5 separate regions of the Sus scrofa genome follow, and regions 2, 3, 4 and 5 are each linked to region 1. A link is a contact called in public HiChIP or PLAC-seq and promoter capture Hi-C data. All regions are on one chromosome and are shown on one strand. Each heading gives the region's core, a stretch centred on a gene start, on an enhancer-like site or on the middle of the called end of the contact. The rest is flanking DNA. Distances are from core to core; before and after follow the strand shown.

What was found. Promoter capture Hi-C pulls out the DNA fragments that hold promoters and counts their contacts. HiChIP or PLAC-seq counts read pairs in DNA pulled down with a chosen protein or histone mark.
Region 2: a contact with region 1 is called in an H3K27ac HiChIP or PLAC-seq map of alveolar macrophages. The contact joins the promoter of RC3H1 here to the promoter of CACYBP in region 1. A contact is called at or near these places in 2 of 5 promoter capture datasets (fetal liver and liver), 2 of 47 Hi-C or Micro-C datasets (epiblast stem cells and heart right ventricle) and 2 of 2 datasets of contacts at active chromatin or transcription factors (alveolar macrophages and skeletal muscle).
Region 3: an H3K27ac HiChIP or PLAC-seq map of skeletal muscle shows a contact between it and region 1, with 5 times the contacts expected there. The contact joins the promoter of ZBTB37 here to the promoter of CACYBP in region 1. A contact is called at or near these places in 1 of 5 promoter capture datasets (fetal skeletal muscle), 2 of 47 Hi-C or Micro-C datasets (heart right ventricle and liver) and 2 of 2 datasets of contacts at active chromatin or transcription factors (alveolar macrophages and skeletal muscle).
Region 4: an H3K27ac HiChIP or PLAC-seq map of skeletal muscle shows a contact between it and region 1, with 5 times the contacts expected there. The contact joins the promoter of DARS2 here to the promoter of CACYBP in region 1. A contact is called at or near these places in 2 of 5 promoter capture datasets (fetal liver and liver) and 2 of 2 datasets of contacts at active chromatin or transcription factors (alveolar macrophages and skeletal muscle).
Region 5: a promoter capture Hi-C map of liver shows a contact between it and region 1, with 3 times the contacts expected there. The contact joins the promoter of RABGAP1L here to the promoter of CACYBP in region 1. A contact is called at or near these places in 2 of 5 promoter capture datasets (fetal liver and liver), 1 of 47 Hi-C or Micro-C datasets (liver) and 2 of 2 datasets of contacts at active chromatin or transcription factors (alveolar macrophages and skeletal muscle).

The regions. Positions count from the first base shown.
Region 1 is chr9:117,060,703-117,066,749 of Sscrofa11.1, forward strand. It overlaps CACYBP (calcyclin-binding protein), which reads left to right and starts at 1,601. Exons shown (of 6, transcript XM_013989620.2): 1 at 1,601-3,252.
Region 2 is chr9:116,289,491-116,295,538 of Sscrofa11.1, forward strand. It overlaps RC3H1 (roquin-1), which reads right to left and starts at 2,965. Exons shown (of 20, transcript XM_005656721.3): 1 at 2,667-2,965.
Region 3 is chr9:116,146,258-116,151,648 of Sscrofa11.1, forward strand. It overlaps ZBTB37 (zinc finger and BTB domain-containing protein 37), which reads left to right and starts at 2,977. Exons shown (of 5, transcript XM_013989614.2): 1 at 2,977-3,080; 2 at 3,724-3,924; 3 at 5,182-5,391. The coding sequence starts at 5,219. It overlaps LOC110255511 (a long non-coding RNA gene), which reads right to left and starts at 2,876. Exons shown (of 11, transcript XR_002335927.1): 1 at 2,741-2,876; 2 at 2,004-2,056; 3 at 1,542-1,816; 4 at 1,201-1,232; 5 at 838-877; 6 at 538-571; 7 at 354-383; 8 at 111-160.
Region 4 is chr9:116,108,095-116,114,124 of Sscrofa11.1, forward strand. It overlaps DARS2 (aspartate--tRNA ligase, mitochondrial), which reads left to right and starts at 1,876. Exons shown (of 19, transcript XM_021063655.1): 1 at 1,876-2,013; 2 at 2,455-2,615; 3 at 3,585-3,684. The coding sequence starts at 2,495. It overlaps CENPL (centromere protein L), which reads right to left and starts at 1,728. Exons shown (of 5, transcript XM_003357541.4): 1 at 1,180-1,728; 2 at 160-336. The coding sequence starts at 333.
Region 5 is chr9:116,398,236-116,404,052 of Sscrofa11.1, forward strand. RABGAP1L (rab GTPase-activating protein 1-like) reads left to right here and starts at 4,183. Exons shown (of 26, transcript XM_021102607.1): 1 at 4,183-4,375.

The sequences.
Region 1 (6,047 bases), core at 351-2,850:
GCCTAGAATCCTGATTTGTGTTTTTTTCTAACTTGCTTTTCATTCAGGGTGTACATGGAACTGAATGAAAGTCAGATTGCAGATCTCCTCTTACAATTCAGTATTTTAAAAAAAATACTAATCAGAGATTGTAAAATTAGTTTGTGGCCCAAACCCAGACTACAGACATCTTTTGTTTGGTCCATGTTGTAGTTAAAACAATGAGAAATTTTACATCAAAAGTAAATTATTCAGAAAATATCTACTGAATTTGACAGGAGGTCATGAGTAGTCTTGACATAATAGTAAGTGGAACTCACTGTTCACTACTGATTAAAGGTCCTACACTTAGTGAAGTTACTTGTTAACTTGTAGATTTTTGTTCAGTAGTGTGCAAATCCCTATTTTCCTTCCAGAGGAACACATAACTCCAAAGGCCATATGTAGTTTACTACACCATAGGACATTAACCAGCTTATGTCTAACTTTGAAAATGTACACTAACATTCCATTGTTAAATTGCCCATAAGTACTCAGCTATGCAAATGCACTTTTTGATAGTTTTAACAACTTATTGATTCTATCATTAACCAATGAGTTGTATGAAATAGCAAAGCTCATTTTATATTTGCCTGAGAATCTTGATTTCACCTTTTTGAAATTACACTTTAACAAAACTTTTGATTACTGTCAAAAGGGCACTCAAAGCACAATCTTTTAATAATTCACTTACAAGGAAGTTCAGGCTGCAGAAAGATGAACTCACCAAACAGAAATTACAATATTTATAGGAAAAAACTATACAATTTCCAAGTATAGACTCTGTAAGTAGTTTGTTCCTGCTGAGAAACAGTAATTCTCACTATTATCCATACTTTTATTAGACATTAGCATTGCAAAAGTCAGAGATAAAGTGTGTTTGATTTTTAAGGAGTCTAATTTTATAGGAAAAGCTCAGGTTCAGAGTTTCATTGGGGAACTAGAACTAGACACAATGAACTGATGTGTATGTTGATGATGTTGGTTTTTGTTTGTTTTTGTTGTTTTTTTATCTATCTCAGGATACAAAGTTTTTGTTTTTGCTTTGAGATCCCATGTACCCAATTACTCGTAATGGCAGCAGAGCAAGGAGTCAGTTTTGCTTCTACATGATAGATGTATGGACAATTATAGTATACATCTGGAGAGAAGCAGAATTTTGTTTTGTTGACTCCTAAGAATGGGAATTCTGAGGTGTTTTAAATGCGGGCAGAAAGGGAAGACAGACAAAGCCAAGTGACGATCTGGTGGGAAACCATTCCAGAGAGAAAGCAAAGTTTACATGCAGAACCAGAGGTAAGAAGAAACTCAGTGGATTCAAGGAATGACAAAAATACCAGTGTTTAAACCAGGGAGAGGGGAGAGTGGTGAGAGATGAATTCCATGAGATGGGAAATTTATAAAAGGTGAGATATAAAATCATGTAGAACATCCTGGGTTATAGTGAGGAGTCTGGACTTTATTCTATACAATTGTGAAGGTTATTCTGGCTGCCCTGTGGAAAACTGTGGAGAAGGAGAGAAACCAGTTAAGAGGATAAAAATCCAGACAAAATAATGACACCTTAGTCTCAGTTGGTAGCAGTGGAGATTATGAGAAGTAGTTTTATTACCAACATACTTTGAAGATAAAACCAAGACTTGCCAGAAGATGGGATGTAGGACCTGAAACTGAAGACTCAAGTATGACTTCTTGGCCTGAGCAATTAAGAGAATGAGGTGGCCATTCACAGAGCTAGCAAATCATTGTAAGAATTGCAATGAGGTGTGAGGACGAGAAATTGAGAGGCGTTTTTTTACACAAGCTGAGTTGGACCTGCTTATGAGACATCCACGCAGAGACCGTCTGGATTTCCGAAGAGTGGTGGGAATGAACATATAGGTGGTGTTTAAAACTTGTGACTTTAGGATATCTGAGGGGTGGAGTTGCTCCAGGTGCATAATCAAGCAAATTTTTACCACTGCATTAGGTCAAATTTTCACATAGTGCAATGGGATATCTGTTCCTATTTAAGTGCCTAAATAATTCCAAGCTTCCAGTTAGACACTTTTTAAAAAAAACCTGAAGTATAAATAAAATGCACAGATCTTTGGAGTTCAGTCCTACGAATCTTGACGATTGTTATCGGTATTACATTTCTACCAGGAAAATTACCTCTTGGGCCTACTTAAATATAACTTTTAGTTAAAAATAACATACACAAGAAACTGCACAGAAGGACGCTCAATGAAATTTCTACACAGTGAACACATCTGTAACCAGGGCTCAAATCAAGAAAAAAAAATTAGCCGAATCTCAAAAGCCCCCTCGTGGCTTCTTTCTGTCACTGTCTTCCCAAACACAACCTGATTTTCAGTCTCACAGCTTTAGATTTTGTTTAAATGGAATCAAACGATATGAACTTCTCTAGTTCTAGCATCTTTTCCTTAACGTCCATAAGTTGTGTGCAAAAGTAATTTGTTTTTGTATTGTACTTCTGATTCTTTATTGAGATAATGGCCCTGCATTTTTCTGTACTTTTTTCCTTCTGTGACTTGCGGATCATCTTTACCTTGGGGTTGATAAAGCCGAGTGTGGGTTATTTGACATCTCAGGGGTAACCGTCTACATTCTCAACCGTGTTTCAGACGTTTTGAGGTCCCCAAAGGCTAAAATAATCTATCTGAAAAGTGAGTTTTTCAAGGGCCTTACTAAGCCGGGCTGCAGGAGTCAGAACCGGAGCAGAATGCAGCCTCAGGAAATCTTAGCTCACATTTTCTTTGACATTAATAGGCTCACTGAAATCGAATCCAAATCTGGTGACTGGTCGATGAAGGAAGCAAACTCAGCCACCCCGGGAGGCGCCCAGCATATTAGGAAGCTTACTCCGCTTCGGAGCCGCCACTGGGTCCCGCCACACGGCCAACGCAACCCCACCTCCTACTGCGACCGGTGATGACGCCACCACGTCGTATACGCTGAATCCTGACGTCCCCAGAGCGCCAGAACCCAGTGAAAACACAACCGTTCCCCTCAGGATCCTGCGCACTTAATGTCCTCGTTTTTTCCCGTTTTAGCACACGTAGGCTCGCCTTTATCCCTTTTTTCGTCCTTTACTCGCATACGTTCACAGTCTTAGACAAGATGGCCGACGAAGTGGCCCCGGGTCCTAGAGCGCACCGAACCACTCGACTGCCTAGTCAACTTCCGGTTTAGGCCCCGAAGATTGGTGCGTTATTTCCGGGGTGGTTTAAGGTAAGCAGAAGCGGCGGTTTCGAGCTGCGACTGCGCAGTCGGCGCGATGGGGGTCAAAGTAAATTACGTACAGTTGCCCAGGCGGGAAGGAAGAGGCGTTACTCTTCTCGAACTGCCGGTTTGATCGCGAGAGTTGAGCCGTTGCTACGGGGCGAGGTGGGCGGGGCGGGGCCAGGATAGGCAGGGCGGGGCCAAGCCCTATAGGCGGTGCTGGAGCGGGGTGGGCCTTCGGCGACGGACTCGCGAAGGTTCCAGAGGCGCCGCGTGCCGGAGGCCGGCTGCTCTCCCGTTCAGAGTCGGGCGTGTTCTCAGGCCGCGGCCACGGCCACTGCGACTCGTGTCCGTGCGATCTGCGCTTGGAATCAGCGCGCTCGTTGCGGCGTTCCTGTTCTCGCCCTGTGCCGGTGGAGCTCGGGCCTTGCCTGACGCAGCTCGACCATGGCTTCAGCTTTGGAAGAGGTAAGGGGTCTGGCCTCATCTTCCTCCCTCGGCCTTACTAAAGCTTCCCGCTGCGTCCTTCGCCCCACCGCCCTGTTTCCCCTATCGAGCTGCGCTGCGGCTGCCGGCGACACCTGCCTGTCTGGCAGCTTTCCTGCGTCCTTGGGTTCCCGCGCTTCCCCGCGGCCTCCCACCCGCCCAGCTGTGGCGGCCCCGGTGCCGACCGGCCACTGCGGGCCTTCGGGGCTTCGCTTACCCCGGAAAGTTGCCGTTGGATGCCTTCCACAACCCCGGCCGGCGGTCGGCGCTGTAGGTGAGCGGAGGTGTGTTGCGGTTCTCGGCGGCAGGTGGATCCAACCGTGGACCCAAGAGCTGGTCACCTTCACGTTATCCTCAGGCTCTTTTCACTCCTTTTACACCAGCCTTTGGACGTGAAGCTTCGTTAAATTAAAGCCGATTGCAAAAACTGAGAGTCGTTCCACTGAGAGGGCAGTTGGAAGGTGAGAAGTCCTCAGTCCTAGCACTTAAATTCTCTGTCATGTTTTCTCTACACATACTTTGGGCAAGTTATGGTGCATCTCTGGGCCACAGTGGTATCCATTTCACAGGGTTGTAAACAGTGCTTGGCAAAACAATTGTTTGCTATGTGCGTTTTAAAAAATAACTATATTGGGAAATTGGTTGTAACTTTTTTTTAAAGCTCTATAAACTCAACACAGGTGGCTTAACTTTTTGGAGATTTAGTTTGTGCAATTACAAAATGGGAATAATAATACTTGCTTTGCTCTTTTTTCTGGCTTAAGTACAATGACAATACTGTTAATCACAGTTAATTGTTGGGTTTCCACTAACTAGATTTACTCCCTGGGAATCTTCTGCTTAATATGAACAAGACTGGGAAATCCTCACATTTGACTTTTTAAGTCGAAGAATTTGCTTTAAATGAAAAAGTGTGTATGTGTTTTAAGTATTATTGTGGATAATGTGCCACAAGTTTGTTATGTGTTTTAAAGATAGGTCTTTGGGTACCACGTGCCCTGAGGAAAGACTCTGAAGTGACTGTACATACACGAGTTGCTCAATATTTATCCCTTTCAAAGTAACAGGCTTTCTAATTGCAGTGTATAAGTTTAGGGACATTTGGGGGGTTTTTTTGTTTGATATAAAATTCGCTGTTTTTACCATCTTAAAGTGTATAATGCAGTGCTTTTTTTAGTATATTCACAGTGTTGTGCAACCATCAGTATATGATTCAAGAACATTTTCATCACCCCCAAAGGAAACCTATTAAGTGGCCATTAGGCGGTCACTTCCCATTACTCCTCTTCTGCCAGCAGCCACCAGTCTGCTTTCTGTCTCTGTGGATTTGCCTATTCCGAGCATTTCATCTAAATGTAATCTTAAAGCATATGACTTTTTTGGCCTCTTAGCGTTATGTTTTCAAGTTCATCCATGGTGAAGCATATACTTTTATGGCTGAATAATATTCCATTGTATGTATATACCACATTTTGATTCATAAATTGATGGACATTTGGTTGATTTTCACTTTGATTATTATGAACACTGCTGATGTGAATATTTGTGTACAGCTTTTTATGTGGGCATAGGTTTTCAAATCTGTGGTATATATGGAGGAGTGGAATTACAGAGTCATATGGTTAACCGACAAACTGCTAAGTTCTTTTCCAAAGTGCACTATTTTTCATTCCCACAAGCAGTGTATGAAGGTTCCAATTTCAGTTCATCCTCAGCAACTCTTATTTGCTGGAGTTTGTTGTTGTTTGTTGATGTTAATCATCCTGGTGGGTGTGAAGTGGTATGTCATTATGAATTTGATGTGTATTTCCTTAAATGACTAATGATGTTGAGCATCTTTTCATGTGCTTGGTGGTCATTTGTACATCTTTGGAGAAATGTCTGCTCAAGTCCTTTGCCTGTTTTGAACCACTTTGGTTTTAATGCTTCTTAGTGAAGAACTTGGAAATAAGTTAGAAGAGAAAGCTTGAATATATTTATGATAGGAATAAAAAGGAGATGTGATTTTGCATAAGGAAGATAAATGAATGCCTAGAGAAATTAGGTGACAAACTGCTGTATCTCAGGCATCTTAAAGATATTTACAGGAAAAGCACCAAAGGGATCATTATTACTCATTTCAAATTTGTAAATAACAGAGAACTAAGGAATTATCTTAAACAGGCCTGCTGTAAGTTGCTTCAGACTTAACAGTGGATATCTCATTTTTGTGGTGCTGTAGAGCCAAACTGGCTGTAAAGAGGGTCTGGGCATACATTGCTAAATTCACAGAGTTCTGAGTCTCCTAGAAAAAGGATCCATATTGTTTAGAATTTATA
Region 2 (6,048 bases), core at 1,715-4,214, 770 kb before region 1:
AGCAAAAATAAGTGTTTCTTTCTTAATTCACATGAGTAAATATCTTCTCAAACTTATAAGTAAATATTTCACAGGGTACAAATAGTAATAGGATATTAGAGCTACAGGGAAGCACAGTATTACAAAATATAGTTTATGGTTTTTAAAAAAAGGAATCTGTCAGGTCAGGAGATGCTTCAAAGTTTAACCCTGGGACATATGGCAGTAGTAAAGCATCTAATCTGTGTCACAAGACTTGGGCTTGAGTAAGCTTTTTTACCTATTAATTAAATGGCCTTTTTGCTAGTTATAGTTACTTAGATTTTTCTAAATCTCCGATTCTTCATATGCAAAATGAGAACCATATCAACAATATTAGAGACTAAAAGAAACAAATGAAAATATTTTAACTCATTTAATATGCTTTGAAAAACTTGAATTCAAAAATGTTTATGTACCAAAAAACACTTTCAAATTTCTCTAATTGAGTCAAACTGTAATATTACTGAGAAAATGCAAATCTAATTCTTAAGCTATGGTCCCAAAACTTTTTAGAAGGAAACTCTTAAATACTACTTGAGAAAACATGAACTGACATAATCAATTGGAATAAACACTGATATTGAAGACATGACAATTCAGACATGCCATCTTAAAATAGTCTGAATTCCCTTAAGATTTTTCAATATTAAACAGAAATTGGGACCTAGACGTAACAATTGTTAGGTCAGCATCTAATTTCAAACACAAAACCTTAACTACGTAAAAAATCTTTGTTGTCAAGAAAATGATAAGGATGAGGCAAATTAGTCCTTGATACAACGTAAGATTTGTTTTCACAACAAAGCACACTGATCACTTATAATTTACAAACTCATAACTCACAATGGTTCTAATAGGTTTAGAGTAACAATAAACTTAAATATCATTATGATAGTTTATTTGCATTCTTCTAGTCCTAAAAAATTCAGCAAAAAACCCCCCTGATTGAATGATTAAATCATCACTTTGAATACTTAAAAGCCCTTTCTGAAATTTATTCCCAGAAAATTCACACCAGAAAGACATGTGAAAGTAGTCCTTTACCCACTACCTAAAAAGTCAAAACATCCACATTATTTAAGCTAGATATAAGATGAAAGTCATTTATATTCACTCATTAGACTTCAATCCTAAACAATAAAAAAATAGAACAAAATAGTGTAACCTCCACGTTTATTCAATTGCTAGTCTATTTACTGTCAACTCTTGTGGAAGAACTAAGGACAAGTGCCACTCGTTAAACTTCATATAACCTGAAAAGACTCTGAATTACAACAGACATGGACAATTCGAATTAAAAAATTTACCCTAAAGGGTAAAAGATATTAACTGGCATCTCTGCACAGCACAGGACCATGCAATTGAATGTTAAATAGTGGAAAGCAGTCTTTTGGATGCATCCAAACAATTTTAATATAAATTTCTGCACACCTTGAGAAATTTTCCCCATTACTTGGAAATGTTCATGATAGAGGCCTTGAGAAATTAAGTTTAGGAGAAATAGTAGCTAACTGCTGAAGTTTTCAAACACCACTATGCAGGGCAACTGTAATGAGGAGCTATCTCTTGATAAGATTAAACCTTCAAAGCAGAACAGTTGCTCCTAGTTTTTGAAAATTATTTAGAGACATAAGAAATTCTAGCCTAGAGACTTCTGTCTCCCAAAGAAACGCTTCACTAGGTCCATTTTATGCTAGTTAACGTTGCTTGTTATGCAGCACATTAATAATTCAAAAACAGTCCCTTTGAAGAAAAGTTCTATTCAAGCATTACAATTTGTCTTCGCGTAGCACTAAGTGGCTTTGTTTCCAGTTTCAGGGACTATTCTGGGATGTCAAGAGTTATATTATTTACTGCTCCAAAAGAGCCCTTGTTTCACTCTCACCCAGGACATAGGCAAAACTGATGTTTAGAGACAATTGATACCCAGAAGTGTTTAAAGAGGATCATCCTTTGGCTCTCTCTAGCTCTCGTCGAAAATCACATCTACCTTGTAGGTTTGTTTTTGTTGCACCAAAAATATTTTTTGAAAGACACCTGCAAACATAACCTTCCTATCACCGCCGGGAAGAAAGACTATCAGGCTCAATCTGCAGTAGCTCCAGGGAAACAGACGTAGTAAAACCCAATGGGCTGAGGAAGGACAGTGCTTAAGGAGCAGAAGGGAGCTCCCGAGGTGCAGGGAAGCAGAGGCGGCGCCTGTTTACAGACGCCTTCACCTTCCCCACCCCCACAGACTGAGGGTCCAAAAAGCATTTCCCGTGCTCACCCGCCTCCCGGCCGAGGCCCTCGGACTAACAGAGAGGCTGAGCAGCCCTGCGGCCCCCTCCCTCAGGCCGGAGCCTCCCTCGACCTCCCTCGTCCAGGGCGGCGTCTGCACCTCCCCACGGCCTACTCACCCCGCCAGGCCCTTCCGGCGGCACGCGGAGGCCTGAGGCCTAAAGGACGCCGGACACTGACAAGGCCCCCCCCACCCCGCCGCCGCCGGCGGGGCCTGAGGCGGGGCGGGCGAACGCTACGGCCGAGGAGCCGAGGGCGGCGGAGGACAGCTTCTACCCCGCCGCGGCTGCCTATTGTTCCCGACCGAGGCCTGGCCGTGGCCGCCCCGCTCCCCACGCCGCCGCCGCCGCCTGCCGCTCGCTCACCGCGCTGATCCGAGCAGCAGCTCCTCTCAGCTCCGAGTCCCCGCGGCCGTTGCCACCGCCGGGGCAGCCACCGCCGCCGCCGCCGCCACCGTCGACTCTGACTCTGTCCCAGGCCGCCGGGCCACGGCCGTCGCTGCTACCGCCAGCGCCGCCTCCGGCTTCCCACCTGCTGCTGCTGAGGCTGCTCCTGCAGCAGGGGCCATCTTGTTGGTCTGCCTCCTCTTCCTCCTCCTCCTCCGCCCCCGCCCGGTCGCTCGTTGTCCTCGCCCCCTTCCTCTTCCTCGGGCTCCGGCCCGCCCCAGAGACTGGGGCGGAGACGAGGGAGAGGCTCCTCCCTCCGAAGGCGGGGCAAGAGGAGGGCGGGGCGGGCGCCGGAGCAAAACTCTGAGTCACCGGCCGCCAACGCCCCGGAGGGAGGGTGGCGACGCTCGCTGCCTGCTTCCGGAGCGCACCCACGCCCTGAGCCGAAAAACTGGTCCACCAGCGCCTTGGAGCCCAGCCGGGCAAGAGGCCAGACAGCGAGGGTGAACTGCAAAATTTCTGAGGTTTCCAGCCAATCCCGTGCTTACCTCTACGCCCTTGGCTTTCTCAGCTCCTCCCTATACTGTTGTTTCTTTTTCACCTCTCTCATCCACCCCAGGAGAATTTGTTCTTATCTCATTTTATCATGGTTCTTGATTAACCAGCTTGGCCCTGGTCACTTTTCTCACAGAGCTCCCAAAGAGTTCAGGCTCCCAACAGGTCTAAACCACCCAAAGGCCAGACATTCACGGCCCCAAAATGTCTCTCCAGACCTGTGTGACCAGTGAAGAGCTGTCTAAGGGAGGACAGAAAAAAATTGGGCCCATAGAAGAGCTCTTGGATCTAAAAGTTAGTCATGCGATATTGAAAATTTCTTCTCTCAAGGAAAACAAGGCATTTTGATTTGGGATAATGGGAGACCACTTCAAGATGATTCAGTTTAGCCAAATACTTGCTTTTAAGAAAGGAGAGAAATGTGAGTTCCCTTGTGGTGCAGCAGGTTAAGGAGCCATCATTGTCACTGAAGTGGCTTGGGTCACTGCTGTGGCGTGGGTTCAATCCCTGGCCCAGGAACTTGTCACATGCAGGAGGGAGAGAGAGAAATGGAATTCTTTTCATACCATACATCCTAACTTCAAAATAAATCATCTGGAAGAGAGGAGAGAGATGGTCCTTAAAAATAAGCACCCAGTCAATATTTCTCTGCATTATCATGTTCTTTTCTTTTTACTTCAGGTCTTGGTCAAGGGAGCAGAAATTTTTGCTTTCCAGTCCTTTCTTCATTGCATATATCACCAATACCAAGAGAAGTACTATATTTAAAGAAGCTCCTGACTTTAAGGTAATAAACCAAATCACTATAAAAGATAGCGTTTTTATATTATTTGTAAATATATCACACACCTTCCTAAACTCTGAGCAGGGAAGTTCTTTTTAGTTGCTAACACCCTCTTGCTACACAGATTTCAGCTTCTTTTCAGAAGATCCATTGATGTCTTTCAACTGATTGGAATTTCCTCTCTTTGAAGTGGGCTAGGTCTCTAAGCATCTCTTCAACCCCTTAAATAGTGGTCGCAGTCCTACAATGAGCAAACTTGTAGCTACCATGGGAGGATTAGGTTAGTGTGTGCTAATCTAAAGTCTATCTCTTGGATAGCCTTTCCCTTCTCCAGCCAGGCCTCAGTCCCCTGCTGGGGAAAACAGATTAATCCGTTCCTCCAGTTTTTCCTCCTCCTCCCTTCTCACTACTAGGGAACCTTCCACAACAGAAGGTTTTAGCGGCTGTTGCTAGGCAAACATGCCAACTTCCCTGTCTAGGTGAAACAAGTAACCCAACTTCATAAATCAACATAGATATTTTAATTTCTTTGAACTATTAATAGTTGCATTTCAATTGGTAGACCTTCTTCACAGTTCCCTTAAAAATATGATTTTTAAGTTAAATTTATTTGTATTTCATAAATATTTCAGTTAAAAATATGTTTAAAATGGAGGAGCATCCCAAAATTCATTTTAATGATGTAATGAAACAGAAACATTTGGCAGGAAAAGGAGAAAAGCAGATTTGAGGAAACAGGGGTTTTCAATAAAAACTAATCTATAAAAGGTCCTTTATATGCTTTGAACTCCCCAGTTAGGCTAAATGTATAAGATACAGAGAATAATTTATCACTTGAGACTAAGTCTATTTAGAAGAAAGATAATATGGTTATTCAGTGAAAAAGAAAAAAAAAGATATTCTGGATTTTATTCCCAAATTAACTAAGAATTTTAGCAAGTGAATTATTAAACTCTTTTTTTCCTCATTTTGCTGTTTAAAATTTTTGCTATGTTATTGTTATATAATAGTTACTATTTTTAGGGTGTTCAGATTTAATATGAATAAGATTAAATAAGACATTATGTTGAAATTTATATTTAAACTTCTGAGCTCTTAAACTTGTATAATTTGTTTTATTTTATTTATTTAATTTTTAATGATTTTTATTTTTTCCATATTAGTTGATTTATAGTGTTCTGTCAATTTCTGCTGTAGAGCAAATGACCAGTCATACCTATATATATATATATATATATACATTCTTTTTCTCACATTATCCTCCATCATGTTCCATCACAATTGACTGGATATAGTTCCCTATGCTATGCAGTAGGATCTCATTGCTTGTCCACTCCAAATGCAATAGATTGAATCTAAATAATTTGTTTTAATCCCATGAAATTTATATGAAATAGTGCTTGAGAAATACCTTGAGCTAAGATAACATACTCATAATGAATTATTAAAGACAAATAGCTTAAATGTCTTACAGTCATTTGTGCTTAGAAAATAGCTTTAATACAATTTAAACAATTTCATTTTATTTTATATTTTATAATCTAATTCTAGAAATTTAGACTATGCCTCGCCCTCCACCACTGATATACAATGAAAATTAAATGCATCATTTCATGTAAATGACTTAGTGCATGGCACATAGTAAGTACTCAGTTTTTTAAAAAATTCATTTTATGTGTATGCCATTATAGCATTTAGTTTCTTGATCAAATAAGTAACTACAGTTTGCTTAGTATGAACCCTAAAAAAGTATTGGTGTTGTTTTTCACATCACACACAGATCAGTTAGAATAAGGTCTTATGAATCTTTTAAATATGTTTTCTCATATGCCTGTACTACATTGTTCTTCCTTTGATTATTTATTTAGAGCAGCCTATGCTTTTTAGGTTGTGCTAATTAATTTTTTTAAGCTACCACCTGCTTAAAAATTGCTCAGGAATGTATAATTGTCAATCTAAAGCATTGATTGTCATATTAAGGCTAGGAAAGACCTTAGATGCCAACTCACTTCCACAGCTGAA
Region 3 (5,391 bases), core at 1,727-4,226, 910 kb before region 1:
ACAGTTATTTGCTCATCACTGTCAAGTCTGCTGAACTATGTTATCATCATTGTATCGGCTTAAAAAAGAAAAATCACATAAAACAGAAACCTAACTTAAGGCTACAATACCTTTTAAGGCATGTTCCAATCAATGCCTTGTAGCCAAGGCCTCTTCACACCTGCAGAATTTAATGAAACTTAATGAAATTTAATAAGGTAGAAATACAATTTTTAAAAAACTTCTGAACACTGTTTCAGTTTTTAAAAATCTTCATTATTTTTCAGAGAGATTCCCATCTGTTTAATTTTATAAATCATCACTAACAGCATTTTGCTTACTAACTAGTACAATTGATAAAAATACATACATACCTTTATACAAAAGGTCCTCAAAATCTGCACCTGAAAAAAATTATTTCTTCAGACACATTTCAAAATAGCTTCAATACTCCAACTGTCCAACACCAGAAAACACCATCACAATTACTAAGACTAGCACATTATAAAAACAAAAACCCCAAGTGCCAAGAGCCAAAGAACTGTTTTCATGTCTTACCCCAAACAAGCCATCCACAGATAATACCGGGTACCTATAAAGGAAATGACACTTTCACTAAAAGGTCAATCATACATTAAATTCTCATTTATTTTTGTCACAGGGTCCTTCAGTGTTAGATTTGTCTACATGCTCATTTCAGGTCAGACATTTGCTCAACATCATTACAAAAACCCTGCTAAAGCATGCTCAACATACGTTTGCAAATCAAACATACAAAATTAGCTTAGGCATTCTACCTTGTCAGCATTACCCTAAGTTTTGAGCCTACTAAATTTTGCTTTAAACATTAATGCTTACCCACTAAAAAGGCTGGTCCAGACATGTCAGACAAGTTCACCTAAAGAAATAAAGAGTGGTTTTACAGTAGTCAAAGATGAATTATTCCCCAGAAACCTAAAAAATGCCTGAAATCAGATAGAGCTAATATAAGACCTTCATGTTCAGTCAGTATACGCTTATCATCACACAGGCTGCTCTTCCAAAGCAATACACCTTACGGTAACAAGACAAGGATTTGGCCTTAATGCATTCAGCACTGTCCAAGCACTTCATGGTAGGATTGCTTCACGTGTATTAAAAGGCAGTCCTAAAAACCCATCAGAGGCATTCTGTCATCTTTGCCCAGTCACCAATGTTTAGTTCAATTACAATTTTACTTACCTCTTCACCTTTCAGCTAACTCTGCCTAGCACCTACAAAAATAGAAGTCAGATTAGAAGTGGTACTTTGCTTATGCTATTAGCCAAAGTTTTCCCAACCCAGATACTCAGTCATATGTTAACTCTTTCATGATTCAATCTGTTGAACTATGCAACCATCACAGTATCTGTTTCTTCAGATCCCCGCAAGTTAAGTATAAAACTAAGGTGCAGAATTTCAGGTTTGAAAAGGGGAGCAAAACGCTAATTTAACCATCAACATTGATTTGGTGATTTGTCAACCCCTAAAAATACAAAGAATTGGACAGCACTGGGTATATAGACTTTAAAAAGGTTTCTCACCTTTTTGCCCACAAATACAGTGTTAAGCTTGCGCTTTACAACCTGGGAAGAAACAGTTTCATGTAAGCTTAGGAGCAATTTCTATGTCCTCTAAACCACTGTTTTGTGTGCCTCAGTTAGAATAATGGTGGTAAGGATTCTCGTCATCCTCACTGTCAAGAGTAGCAAATAAAATGTCATCATTATGGCACAAAGGAATTGTCAACCTAACACCCCTGGTGGAGGGAATTTCTATAACTCACCCCAGCAGCGATTCTCATATCCTGGGCGCTTAGCTAGAAAACAAAGGAAATCTAATGAAACATACTGCGTTGCTAAGCTAACCATTAATATCTTAAGAATTTAAGCCTCAGAATTGAATTTTTCAGAAATTCCTTCTGCCCACTACTCTTTAACCATCATAGGCTTAACAAAAAAATCACCTAAGCAGATCCCATTCTTCTCCATTTAGCTGTTTCTTACCTGCCCATCAGAAGCCATCAAAAGCCACATTGCATTCATCCCTAGCACCATTCCTAGAAAAGATTAGGGATTTTCAAAATTAGATTTTTTTCTTTTGTATTTTCTTTTTTGCCACACATGCAGTATAGTGTCTGGGCATTCCTGGTCCGGGGATCGAACCTACGCGGCACAGCAGCAGCCAGAACCACAGCGCAGAGAATGCAGGAGCCTCAACCTGCTAGGCCATCAAAGAACTCCCAAAATTCGTTTTTTCCCCACATCTAATCATTGTCGTCTCCCCATCATGTTTGCAGGTCTTTTACTACACCACTCAAAATTTCACAGGAGCATTCTGAGGGCACTAAAATGCTGCAATGGGGAATGCAGCCATTTAGAGGCTCACGTGGCCTTACTGAGAGACGGGAAGAGGCAAGAGCAGAAGGCATTAACAGAAACCCGCTCGGCAACTCGGCAAGCACCGCCATCAGAGCCGTTGGCATTCATCAAGTCTCAGATGTCCCTACCAACACAGGCTTCATCAGAGGCAGGGCCCCGAGCCGAGGTTTTTCCGCAGTGCGACCCAACAAATCGAATACAAATCAGGCCACGCCGGCCACCCAAGGCGCACTGCTCCACCATTCTTATCTTCTGAGCCCTGCGAAGGCCTGCGACTGGCCTAAAAGGGACTGGCGATTTTAACTGCCAAAAACTGGAGGCCTCAGACCAAGAATTTACTTAAACAAAGAAAACACACTCACCAAGAGCCAACCCGCAGCCTCGAAAGACTGAGATGGCGCCCAGGCGCCAGTATATAAGGACTCTTTTCCGTGACGTCACGACGCATTCTCTCCGCCAGCATCCCTCTCCAGTCTTCCCCCTCCCTCAGTCTCCTCCTCCAACCGTAGCTCCTTTCCGTCCGCTAAGCTCCCCCCTGGCCCCACCTCTTGACCAGCTCCTGCTCGCCGTTGTGGGCGTGGACAGGCCGGCCACGTGACACAGAGCGCCCGCCCTCCTACCGACTGAGGAGGAAAAGAAGAGAGGGGAGGGGGCGCGAGGGACGGAAAGCGCTGGGGGAGGGGGGAGAGGGGCGGTGTAAGGGTGAGTGATTTCCTTCCGGCACGTAGCCCGCTCTGGGGGAGGGGGTGGGGGGTTTCACTTCCGGGACGGTGTTCCGGCCCATTCCGGCCCATTTCCACCCCCGGAGGTAGGTGCTGCTCCTTAACTGGGCTCGGGCCTCGCAAGCGGGTCCTGCTGCCCTGCATTGGGGCCGGTTCGCCTGGTCTCCGCCACAGCGTACTCCTGGGGCGTTCAGCCACTTCCCTCCTACCCCGCCTCAAGGCACCGGGAGACCTTCCACCCTCTTGGCCCCGGGCCGGGCTGAGCTGCCGGACCCGCCCCCTCGGCGAGCCCCTCCCTCAGGACCCCGGGATGGGCGGCCCCCTCCCCCACGGCAGCCCGGACACACCCAGATACACACACCCACCTCTGGGCAGCTCCCCGCCCGCCTACGCCTACCGCCTGGATCGGGTCCCTGGGCGCCGCCCCCTTCCCGGTCCTTTACCCTCACCTGATTGCTCGCTCCCCTGCCCCACGCACGCCTTGCTCCCCTTTTCGCTTCTGGTCCTTGGTGGCATTTCTATCTTCTGCTCGTTTCCCCTTCCCCGTCTCCTAAAGGCGACGAAAGCCACTCAAGTACCAGAGTGGCCAACCCCATGCGGTTCCCTATTCTCCCTCTTTACAGCTGTCACCCCTCCAGTGCCGACGATAGAGAAAGACCTTACTTACTCCAGGGGCTTCCTCCTCACTGGGGAATTGCCGGAAAGAGCAAACAAAAAAGGCGCTGGTGTAGGCTCCAAAATAAACATCTGAATTCATGATGGCATCGACAGAGGCTCTTATTGGATTAAAAGTTTCAAAACAAACCAAAACGCTTTGGAAAAAGGTCAGATTGGCTAAAGTTGGTTCTCAGAAGCTGTGTATACACTTCCTATTTACTGATAAGTCTGTTGTAAATGCGGGGCAATACCGTGAGCTAGTCAGCATAAATTCCTGAAGTTTCAGGTCTTAGGTAACCATGTAATGTCTTCTAAATTTACGGATAAATGGAAACACGTTGAGCTCAAGTCAATGTCTTCTTTATGGGATTTATACAAACTACTCTCAACCAGTGAAGACTATTGGATGCGGTTACAGGCTTAATGGTTCAGCTATTTTAAAAAATCTTTTAATGTAAAAATACTGGCCATACATGATGAATGCTTTGTTACTTGTATTTTATTAACAGCTTTGGGGAACTAAATTTCAGAATCAGAGTGTCGTTACCACCCTGAAATCTCCAACTTTGAATTTAGATAGAGGCAGGTTTACCTACCCTTTCCTAATCCTAAATGTGACCTTCTTCAAGTTCTCTGCATCTTCTTTTCTTTTCTTTTTCTTTTTCTTTTTTTTTTTGGCTGCACCCGCTGGCATATGGAAGTTCTCAAGATGGGGAACAAACCCATGCTACCACAAAGACAACCCTGGATCTTAACATGCTGCACCACAGCAGGAACTTCCAAGTTCTCTGCATTTTGAGTCCTGACACAGCTTGGCATTTTTCCCAACCTAGAGTTTGCCTCCCAGTCCTAAACCCAAATCCTTTTTGTTGGGGCTCTGACTTTTCAGTTTAGAAATAATGGCTTACATTCATGTGGGATATTCATCACTTTTTAAAATAATAAACATAACCCATGTAGCATCTAGTAAAGTATTAAGAAAAGGGATGTCTCATCAGCCCATCTGTGAATAATTAACATTATTTAAAAAGCTGTCTTTCTTTCTACAAAGAAAAATTGTCACTGGATTTTATATTGTGTGCAAATACCTTATGATTAACACTTAAAAAATAAGAACTCACAACTGCTCCCCTCCCCTGTTGAACTTCAGTTTTGATGTTACATAGCTTGTTAAGAAGGAAAGTATGGACATAGTTTGAATTTTTAGAAGCCTAACAATCAATTTTTGGTTTAAACGGTATCTTGTTGCGAAACCTACACTGTTAAACCTGTTGGTACTTTTCCATATTTGAACATAAGGAAAGTATCTCTTTTTACTTAGAGATTTTGAAATTTAACCAAATAATATTTTAATAGGTTTGGATTAGAAAGCCTGAGTAGAGTGAAATTATAATTATTAACGAGGATATGGTTTCTTCTTTTAGCAGGGTTGAATGCCTGCCTATACCCTCAGACACGACCATGGAGAAAGGTGGGAACATACAACTGGAGATACCTGATTTCAGCAACTCAGTCCTAAGCCATCTAAACCAACTGCGCATGCAGGGACGTCTCTGTGACATCGTGGTCAATGTGCAAGGACAAGCTTTTAGGGCTCACAAAGTGGTACTGGCAGCCAGCTCCCCCTATTTCCG
Region 4 (6,030 bases), core at 626-3,125, 950 kb before region 1:
CAGTGTGAATAATTGTTTGTTTTAGCTGTTTCTCATTTATTTTATTACTTGAGGAGTATGATGACACAAAAAAATACTATAAATAGTAACAAAAATTGAAAAGTTTTGTTCACAGACATTCTCAATTATTGGTAACACAAAGAAATACAAAAAGCATACCTGCTGTTGTGAACACTGGGGGATTTTCCTTCGAGGTGGAGTTGGGACAAATGAAGTCTGCTTCCTGACTGATTCTAATCGCTTCTGCAGAGGGGTGGCACCTATAAAGTAATCTTTAAGCCTTAAAGACGCACTCTGTCTAGGAGTCGATTCTGCTGCATCATAAGAATCCATGGTCTACATAGAAAGAAATAAAGCCAGAATTCTAAACATTAAAAAGTTAACGGATGCTCAAAGTTTCGCTGATACCTCTCCCTACTATAAAGGAATTCTCGGAGTTCCCTTCGTGGCGCAGTGGTTAAGGAATCCGACTAGGAGCCATGAAGTTGCAGGTTCGATCCCTGGCCTTGCTCAGTGGGTTAAGGATCTGGCTTTGCTGTGAGCTGTGGTGTAGGTCGCAGACGCGGCTCGGATCCCAACTTGCTGTGGCTCTGGCATAGGCTGGCAGCTACAGCTCCGATTAGACCCCTAGCCTGGGAACCTCCATATGTTGCGGGAGCAGCCCAAGAAATTGCAAAAAGACAAAAATATAAAAAAAATAAAGGAATTCTCTCTCTCCCTCCCACTCCCTACACCCAAACACGTGCCCCCTACCCCAGAATGCTCATTACCCTATTCCTCATGCCTGTCCAGTTTGCTTCTGCTAACTTTTTTATTCAACCTACTGACAGTTAAGCCTTCTTCTCTGGACTCATCTGACTGACTAAATCCAATTCACGCTGCAGGTTTCATCCCTTCAGGAGAAGCTTCCAAGTATCCACAGAGGAGTTAGCTCTCCAGCCAATTCCTCCAGCCCTTGCAGTTCAGAACACAACTTAGCTGTTTTTCTTGTGTTACGTCCGTGAAGGAAGGGACTCTGACTCAAATCATTTTTGCACACCTAAATCCAATCAACCCAAGCCAATGCTGAGCCCAATGCCAAGATATCAAAGTATCTAAGTACTCTAAAGATAACGACCACACAAAACGTCAAAATATAAAGTTTACTGCCAAGCCTGGACCAATAAAAAAGCATCTTACCCAAAAAATGCCGTAATAACGCTGTCAACCATTCCCTTCACGAATCATTCTTCAAGTCTGTATCCAACTACGTTGAGACTGAAATCCTCTGAAGTAAAAAAGCCGCCAAAACGACAGCTAAAATAAAGTCTGGAGGAACCTCTTTCTAAAGTCCCTCTAGTTCTACAAGTGGGTGCACGACCGACACAGACGGGAGCAGCAACAAGACCTCCGGCTCCCTCAGACGCCAGCCGAGCCCGAGACTTCAGGCCGGAAGAACATTTCCGCTGACCCGGCCACCCAGCTCCGTGATCCTCGCTCCTGAGGAGTCGGCTGCTGCCCGCAGAGGCAGCGGGGCAAGAGACAGTGTGTGCCAACTCGCTTTCTCCACCTGAGCCTTCGGGGGCCAAGGCCAGCTCTGAAAAGCCGCCGCTGAGAAGCGGCAATTTAGCGTCAGCCGCCGCCTCTGTTTAAAATCGTTTCCCGACTCGCTCTGCGGCCGGACGCAGGACGTCTCCGTGGAGCCTATTCTAAGCCGGCGAAGCAACTCTGGTCCCCATTTTAACTGAGGGCACGGGAGCGCACTAAACATTGGTAGCGTTCGCGCTCCTAATTGCGCAGTGTTGCGCTCCGTACGTTACCACCGGCACGAAGCGTTCCTTCAAATTTCCGCCCATAGTGAAGATGGCGGAATCCCCCTGCTCTGATTGGTTGAATCCCTCCATTTATCTTGGCTGTTCGCTGGGTGTGTTAAGGGGTGCTTGGCTCCCAGCGGTGGAGTGTGTTCTTCGACCTCCAGTAACGTGTTAGACTTGCTTGCCTTCCTCTTTCTGAAGACCCGAGATCGGCCGTCAGGTTTGAAAGATTTGAAAAGCAAGACTGGGTTCTTGCCTGTTTTCAGGTTCTGCCTGCGGGGAACTTTCGGGGAAGCGTGGAAAGGAAGGGAAGGGCGTCCGCCTCCCGCCTGACCCCTGCTCCCTGTGCGTGGCTGCCGGGTCTCGCCATATGCTGCTATATGGAATCATTCGCTCGTCACTTCTGGCCGAAGCTTTCTTTGCTAATAGAAGTGGTAATGGATGCACTGAGAGGAGGGGGAAAGTCTTAAAAGGTCTTTCCCGTATTCAATTTTCCCAAAGGCCCCAAAGATTTTGCAAATTTATCTAATTTGCAGATAGGTGCACTTGAATGTTCAGCAGACAGGGGCTTAAATATTAAAGAGAGCGTGAACTCCTAGCATTTTAAGGGCTTTGTATGTATTTCCAAAACTGACTTTTGACCACCATCCAACACCTGCAGCTTTTGATTCGTGAGCGTTTCGCCATCCTGCGGCTATAACATGTTCTGCTGGCTAAGTCGGCTATTCAGGGGTTTATCCAGACCCACCGGAAAGACTACCCAGCCGTTCTGGGGTTTTCTCTCCCGAAGTCTGATACTGACTTCACAGAGGAGTATTCCAGGTGAATGCAGAAAAGCTTTGTCCGCTGAACAGCACTTTCTCCTGTTCTCTGTAGCCAGAGTGCTTATTCCATTTATCCCCTAGTCTTGACTGGATAGCTTTATGTGCAGAAGCACATCATTCACTCTCTTGATTTCTTATGATGTAGTTTTCCTCCTGCAGTTTTAAAAAGACTAGAAAAGTAGTCACATGAATATAAGCTATTCATTTAGTTTTTATGTTGCGAATAAGAAGCCTAAAAAATTCTTTTATACTTTAAATATGGTTTTCTAGTGTACAAGTGACTGTTTTCACTCCAGATTCATACTAAAGCTAGTTACTCTACTTCTGTAATTCCCAAGACCCTGTTTTGTTTGGGGAAGAAATGTGCACTATTATGAAGAGTGCATTTTGGGTCAGTGCAAATGCTGGGTGATAAAAAATATTTAGATTCCTTTTTTTATTATTAAAATATAGGGAGTTCCCGTCGTGGCGCAGTGGTTAACGAATCCGACTAGGAACCATGAGGTTGCGGGTTCGGTCCCTGCCCTTGCTCAGTGGGTGACGATCCGGCGTTGCCGTGAGCTGTGGTGTAGGTTGCAGACGCGGCTCGGATCCCGCGTTGCTGTGGCTCTGGCGTAGGCCGGTGGCTACAGCTCTGATTCAACCCCTAGCCTGGGAACCTCCATATGCCGCGGGAGCGGCCCAAGAAATAGCAACAACAACAACAAAAAGACAAAAGACAAAAAAAAAAAAAAAATAATAAAATAAAATAAAATATAGTTGATTTACAGTTGTGCCAAGGCAAAAATTTACATTAAGACAGTTACTTGGCTTTTGACACATGTATAGGTAAATTTCATAGTGATTGATTACATTCTTTGTAAATATCATCCATTAAGATAGGAATGATATGAACTGAAAGTATATTCTCAAACAATTTGCAAATAATGTACTTTTAATCTTCCTTTTTTTCTCTTCTTTTTTTAAGAACTCAGTAGCTTTGTTGCCCGAACCAACACTTGTGGAGAGTTGCGTTCGTCTCACTTAGGCCAAGAAGTCACCTTGTGTGGATGGATTCAGTACCGCAGGTAGATAGAAACAGTTTAAGAATACATGGTGATAGGAGTTCTGTCATGGTGAAGTGGTTAACGAATCCGACAAGAACCATGAGGTTGCGGGTTCGGTCCCTGCCCTTGCTCAGTGGGTTAAGGATCCATTGTTGCCACGAGCTGTGGTGTAGGTTGCAGATGCGACTGGGATCCCGTGTTGCTGTGGCCCTGGCATAGGCTGGCAGCTACAGCTCTGATTAGATCCCTAGCCTGGGAACCTCTATATGCAGTGAGAGCAGCCCTAGAAAAGGCAAAAAGACCCAAAAAAAAAAAAAAAAAAGAATACATGGTGATAAAAGTAACTGAACACTGGAGTTTCCTGTCATGGCTTAGCAGAAATGAATCCGACTAGGAACCATGAGGTTTCGGGTTCCATCCCTGGCCTCCATCAGTGGGTTAAAGATCTGGTGTTACCCTGAGCTGTGGTGTAGGTCACAGACTGGGGTCAGATCCTGCATTGCTCTGGCTGTGGTGTAGGCCAGTGGCTCCGATTTGACTCCAGTCTGGGGACCTCCATATGCAGCGGGAGCAGCCCTAAAAAAGACAAAAAAAAATAAATAAGTTACTGAACCCTGGGACCAATAATTGGGTAAGCTGTTAAGCATCAGTAGCATAAAAAAGCATTGTTTATGTTTAGGTAGAGAAAAAGCCTAAAAAGATGAAGAGTGATTCCTCAGTGGTAGAGCCCATTTGTTCATCTCTATATTACAAAGCATATTTGAGGGAGTTCTCTGATGGCCTAGTGGGATGAGGCTTCCACACTCTTACTACTGTGGCTCTGGTTGCTGCTCTGCAGGGTAGGTTCAGTCCCTGGCCCAGGAATTCCCACATACTGCCTGTGTAGCAAAAAAAAAAAAGAGAGAGAACGTGAAATAAACATTGCAACTCTCATTTTAAAAAAAACAAAACATGGAGTTCCCGTCGTGGCTCAGTGGTTAACAAATACGACTAGGAACCATGAGGTTGCGGGTTCAATCCCTGGCCTTGCTCAGTGGCTTAAGGATCTGGAGTTGCCGTGAGCTGTGGTGTAGGTTGCAGAGGTGGCTGGGGTCCTGCGTTGCTGTGGCTCTGGCGTAGGCCGGTGGCTACAGCTCCAATTCAACCCCTAGCCTGGGAACCCTCCATATGCCACGGGAGCGGCCCTAGAAAAGGCAAAAAGACAAAAAACAAACAAAAAAACATATTTGAATAATACATTAATTCACAGTGAAGAGATCCAAAATACATAGATTGTGTGAACTTCCTAAAGAATATGTCCCAAATGGGTGGCTATTTTACGCATACACTGAGTGACTTTTATCTCCTGAACTCAAAATCTGAGGAGGCTTTCTGTACTTCTTCCTGGTACTAAGAATAATGAGAGATAGAAAAAGGAAAAAAAGAAAATTATGAGAAAGATTGAATGCTAAAATGTTGGGATTTTGAGAGCCTTTTGGGGTTTTAGAAGTATTAAGTTAGTATTGGACCTTTTCTAGAAAATTTTATATGGTATCTTATTTTTAGGAAAAGAAAAGAGTTTATATTGCTGTACTTAAAAAGTGACCAATCAGATGCCTCTGATATCCTAAAATATTACCTTTGGACTTTAATATTGGAAAGTTTCCATATTTAGTTAAATTTTCTTATAAAGACTTAAGCCAATACAATTTAAAAAATTTTTAAATCTGCCTTTTCATTAATAAGCCATCTGGTTAGCATTAGTAAACTGTACAAACAGCTAATAATAAAAGTTGAAATTGTAAATGAAAAAAGTGGCATTTCGGAGTTCCCATTGTGGCTCATCAGTAAAGAAACCAAACAGTATCCATGAGGATGCAGGTTCGATCCCTGGCCTTCTTCATTGGGTTAAAGATCTGCAACCCACTGGATCCCTCATTGGCTGTGGCTGTGGCGTAGGCGGGCAGCTGGAGCTCTGATTCAACCCCTATCCCAGGAACTTCCATATGCTTCAGGTGTGGCCCTAAAAAGAAAAAAAAAAAAAGTGTCATTTTCATGAATAAGCTACATAGATAACTGTACCAATATAGCTATGAAAGCATATTATTATTATAAAAAGGAACATGATATATTGCTTGAGGTTTTTATTTGTTTTTTTGCCTGCTTAAATTTTGGTCTCATCTGACCTCTTTGCTCTCAGGAAACAGGTCAGAGGCACATAACCTAGGCTTGAGCAATCAGAACTTCTGCCCAAGTTGAGGGCCTTGAGAAAGTAATGGAAAGCTCCAAGTGTAGTAGATATTCTGTAAAGCCATTGTGACAGTGGAGTTAAGAGCACAGCTGGGAGTTCCTGTCGTGGCCCAGTGGTTAACGAATCCGACTAGGAAC
Region 5 (5,817 bases), core at 2,933-5,432, 660 kb before region 1:
TCCTCCCTTCCCATTGTCTCTTTTTCTGTCTTCCTACTAGTAAAAAAACCACTCAAAAACCACATGATAATCTCTTTCATATAAGATTACTCAATAGAATCATGAAGTACTCTTCTCAGGGAAAGTTGATTTAAATAGGGCAAAGGATTTGAAGTCAAAGTTTAAAAAAAAGTGTAGTGTTGGATTCTCAGACACCAGGTAACCTAGTCAGGGATGGATTTTGGGGGTGGGGGTGGTAAAGTTCCTTTTAAGACCCTCTAAAATGTTATTAAGGGGGTTGTTATCCATTTAGCCTATTGGAAGCATTGGAAGTGTATTCTTTTTTTTTTTTAATTTTAAAGTTTTGCTTTATAGGGCCACACTCAAGGCATATGGAGGTTCCCAGACTAGGGGTCCAATCGGAGCTGTAGCCTCTGGCCTACGCCAGAGCAACAGCAATGCAGGATGTGAGCCGCGTCTGCCACCTACACCACAGCTCAGGGCAACACCAGATCCTTAACCCACTGAGTGAACCCGTAGGATCCTTAACCCAGGGATCGAACCTGCAACCTCATGGTTCCTAGTGGATTTGCTAACCACTGAGCCATGACGGGAACTCCTGGAAGTGTATCCTCAGAAAAATCAAATAATGCAACTACAGCTCTTTTTTCTTTTTTCTAACATGCATAGAAAATTTGGCTTCGACTGCTAAAGTAATAAAAAGCCAAATTCAAACTTTCTTAAATAGCTAAGAAAATTTATTAGCTCGGGGAATTTACTAAATCCAGACGAAGGCGGTAGGTTTCAACCTGAGTTTGGCTATTTCATCATGTGGTAGCTTTATCCTTAGGCTGACTTCCCTCATGATAGCAAAGTGTCTTCTATAACTATAAGACTCACATGCATCCATCACATCAGCCAGAAAGAGAGAGACAGACAGACAGACAGACAGACAGACAGAGATAGAGAGAGAGTGAGAGCACACTTTTCTTCTCCCAACAGAGATCTTTGTTTTTATAACTGGACCAATTTAGAGCTGTATTAGTATCTATCACTGACAAAGTCCGTTGAGGACCTTATTAGGCTGATTATGTACCTCAATTAGGGTCTACACTTAGAGCTGGAGCTGGGTCTATTCCCATTAAATTCATTAGCTGCCTTAACAATTGCAGATGGCTGGAAATGCACACTAAGGAGTCAATCAATAATGCTCATTATAAAAGCAATATAATATCCCGCTCCATTAAATACCACATTTTAAACACTTCCATTTTCATTCAACATTGTTTCCAGTTTTTTGATATTATGATATTTTAATTTTTGTCTTTTTAGGGCTGCACCCTCAGCATATGGAAGTTCCCAGGCTAGGGATCCAATTGGAACTGCAGCTGCTGGCCTACACCACAGCCACTGCAATGCCGGATCTGAGCCACGTCTTCGACCTACACCCACAGCTCATGGCAATGCCGGATCCTTAACCTGCTAAGTGAGGCCAGGGATCAAACCTGCATCTTCATGGATGCTAGTCAGATTCGTCTGTGCTGAGCCATGACAGGAACCCCAATATTATGATATTTTAAATTGGAATTGCAGACCCACATGAAGGAAACAGGGTAGTATAGGGTACAATAAGGAATGTATAGACTTTGGGAAAAGAGAGAATGCATGTCCTGTAGCTTACTGTCACCATGTGAAAATGTAAGCCCACTGTTACCAGATCTTCTGCTTTTTAGAAAGAAGCCTGAAAAGCATGTGAAATCCTCTGGTTTTTAACTTGGCTAATTTTTTATGCACCATGCAGGTCAAATTAAATGTGTTTATGGGTTAGATCTGGATCTAGGCCACCAGTTTCTGTCATGTTATGAATCATGCTAGAACATTTTATAACACTTCCCCTCAAAGTGAGAGCTGCAGCCCTTTCATGGATCAGCACTGCTAGCATATACTTAATGCTAAGAAAGTCACAGAGGCGAGAGACGTGAGCAGCGCACATTATATGAAGAATGCTTTGTTCGTAGTTCTTTGGCCTGTACTTAGAACTGTTTTCCTGGTTGTGAGGATGAGCTTGTACCAAATCACCTTCACTGTCTCTTATTTAGGTTCTCTTATGACATCTCTTATCCAAGTTCTATTATGAGGACGAGGTCAGGTTTACAGAATGACCCCTGGAGATTAGAGGTGTAACATGTGGCCCTGGAACAGAGTTCTTTTTTTTTTTTTTTTGTAGCAAGCTGTCACATCAATGATCCTATAGTAGTGACTTAGCTATTATGCTCCGCTTTAATAGAATTAACTGGCAACAGCCAATGGTGGATATTATTATTGCTGCCAAAGGCATATGGAACTGAATTTTGGGAACACTAAACTTATTTTGGACTTATGATTTAAACATATATTTCCTTTTCTGGGAGCTAAGGTTCTTATTGAGTGTAGATAATTATAAGAGTATTGCCCTTTTCCTTTTTTTTTTTTTCTCTTTTTAGAGACACTCCCTCAGCATGTGGAGGTTCCCAGGCCAGGGGTCCAATTGGAGCTGTAGCTGCCGGCCTATGCCACAGCCACAGCCATGTCTGTGACCTACACCATAGATCTCAGCAACGCCGGATCCCTAACCCACTGATGGAGGCCAGGGATTGAACCTGCGTCCTCATGGATACTAGTCAGATTGGTTTCCACCGAGCCACGACGGGAACTCCCAAGAGTGTTGCCCTTTTTGCCAGAAAGCTTTTTTCAGTTAGCAGGTATCAGAAGGCAGAAACTATGTCTTTTTCATCTGTTGTCTTTCTTATGGTGCCCAGAGTTAAGTTTAATAGTAATTTATTTAGCAGAGACTTAGAATCTACTTGTTGGCTTATTTATTAATAAACACAGATGAATTGAGTTATTCTAACCTTAACTTTATTAAATATCAAAAGTTTAGCATTTATTGAGGTCCAGAGCTAGGTAGACTCTCAGGAGGTTAAAGGACTTTCTGGCAAGGTGGGGGAAACACAAAATAGATGTGATATTCTTGATATGTCCTGGCATCTACAGACATTTAAATTAGGAAAAAGGTAGGTGTGTGTGTGCATGTGTAGAATTTGAGAAGGCTCTTTGGACAAATGACACATTTCTCAGGGTGGCTTTTGGACTTAGGTAGGGAAATGAGTACAGGAGAAATGAAGTGGGACAAAGGGAGAATTTTAAACCAAAGAAGCCATTCTAGAACGGAAACCATTGGACCTGCACTTAACTCTGGCTTCAGTGTATGATAACATTTATGGAGTAGTTTCTATGGGTCAGACACTATACTAGGCATGATGGAAGATTAAAAATGAATGAAGCAGGTTCTCAAAGATTCTCTAGTGGGAGAAAATTTTGCACAGATTTCCCTAGAGAAAGCTGAATATATTAGGTGACACAAATGTATAGTAACAAAGTGCTGAGGAAATTTGGAAAATTTCCTGGTCATTTCTGGCTGCAGGATCTAGGAAGGAGGATGTTCAGAGTTGAAGGATCAGTAAATACTAGTAGATGAAAACGAGTTGGCTTATTTTTATCTTTAATAGTTTGTACCCCCAATTTATTACCCTAAAGGATAAAAAGGTGCAAATGAGGGTACATTTTCTTCATAAATACATGTTTCCAGTTCCTTACTCGCAGGATATTTTCTTATTCAGTCTCCCCGGAGTCCCACAAAACGAACCAGCAAGGTGGTGCTTCCTAAGTACACAAGACACTGAAAGAGGCGAAGACAAGAAACTGGTGAGAAAAGGTAGCATTCTTTAAATTGACTTCTCTGAGGATTACGGGACATTAAGACTGAAAATATTTGTAAACCAGGCTTTATGAGCAAGAACACAACTGCCTTAAACTCAGAATTATCTAAGAGCTCAGTAACTTCTGGGCAGAAACTCGGCCCAGGTCGCTCGGGGCTCGAGCCAGCACGGGCTGGTTCACGGGCGCAGTTATCTCTCCGGAAGGCTCTGAAGCGCGGCGAGCGCCTCTTGCCGCTTTCCAGGTCCCTACCCCTAACAACCCAGGTCTGCCAGCTCTTCTCTCCCCTGCACCAGCGAAATCTCGGCCAGGCGGAGACATGTGTGCGCATGCGCGCCCACCGCCCTGAGCAGAGGAGGTGCTTCTGCCCTCAGGAGCGCGCACGCCGCGCCGAGGGGCCCGGACGCGCGCGCTCCCGACCCTCCTCCTCCTTCTCGGCCCGCCCCTCCCTCGCCTCTTCCTGCCGGGCGGTCCTCCTCCCCTCCCCACTCCGCTCCCTCCGCCTTACTCCCTCCGCCCTCCTAGGGCTCCGGCGGCTGTGGAGTGAACGGGACGGGCCCGGCCGCAGAGCGCGGGGCGGCGGGTGGGACTCGAGCGCCTGGTAGAGTTGTTCCGGCCCTGTCCGCGGAGACGTGAGGAGGTGAGGCGAGGGCGGCCTCCTAGGGGCCGGTGGGCGGACGGGCGGCCCGGAGCCGCCGGCCCGGCTGGGGGTGTTGTCCCTGGGGCTGAGCCGGAGGAGGATTGTGGTGGGGGCCGGGCCCGGGACGGGATGCGAGAGGACTCGGGAGGAGGGTTTAGGATTGTCGGTCGCTTCCCCGACATCGCCGTTCTCCCGGTGGCCGCCCCCCGCGGCCCGAGCAGGCAGGCGGCAGGCTGGGTCGGCGCCCCTCACCTGGGGCGGGTGGTGACGGGTGCTCGCTTTCAGCTGTGCCCTCCTGACATTGTCGCCGCCTCCGCCGCTGCCGCCCGCTGCTGCACTGTGGCTGCTGCCGGGTTCGAAGTCCCAGCAGCCCCACGTCCGGGGGCGAGTGGTTAGGATTTTCTTACCCACATTCAGACATGTGTTCTTGACCTGGTCTCGCCCTCGCGCTCCGCCTGTCTCCGCCCGGCGGCACTTTGCTCCGCTCTTGCTGTTGATGCTTGTGGTTTTGCAGTCTGGGATGGGCTGCGTCCTGGGCAGATCTCTACCTGCAAGAAATGCCCCGCTTCAAAGTTGACCGCCTGGCCATGTCAAACAACCCCTGTCCAGGTTGTATGTGCTCAGTGTCCTGATAACTGAGTCAAAGTTTCTGAGACTGGGCTAGTACTTTGCACTGGTCGCCAACGGTGCAGGGCTGGGCAGTGCGTCAGCATGTGGAAAGGGGCCACCGGCTAGCAGGAGGTGGCCGGGTGTTAGGGGACTGGTCTGACAGGGTCTGTTTCTGGGTCCAGGTGCTTGTGTATTCTCCTTGTACACTCAGATAGGATTATCTTAGAAATGTACCAAAATTAGATGGTCACTTGCAGACTTGAGGGTTTCATGTAAGTAATGAGAAATGCCATCCTCATTATTGCTAATGGTAAGGAGAACTTTTGCTTGCCTGACAGATTTCAGTGCTGTCTGGAAACTGATTTCAGGGTCTGAATGTTTGGTACTGGAAACTTAAGGGATTTTTAAAAATACATTTACATTTTCTTGTACATGGAGGGAAGTAGGTAGTTGCCTGTTAGAATTCTGAAAACATAATTATCACGAAAGCCTTCTGACTTTTCTCATGAGTGTTTATGTGTGGCTTCTGTTGCACTTTTGTAGTATATCCAATAGTCTGATGTCAGAAGATACAAACATGAAGTTTGCTTGTGGGCAAATTGGAAGTGGATTTTGTCCATGGAAAATATTGGTGCACAAGTTGCCAGTACTGGAAAACTGGCCTGTGATTCATTATCTCAACAGAGTCTTATGTGAAACTGACAATGAAATTACAAAGGAGAAAGACCAGATAAATTTAATGTATACATTATCATCATATTATATTAAACACTCAGTGGTTGGGGGGGTGAGTTGAGACTCTTGAGTTAGAGTCGTGTCTCTATTGGAGTTCC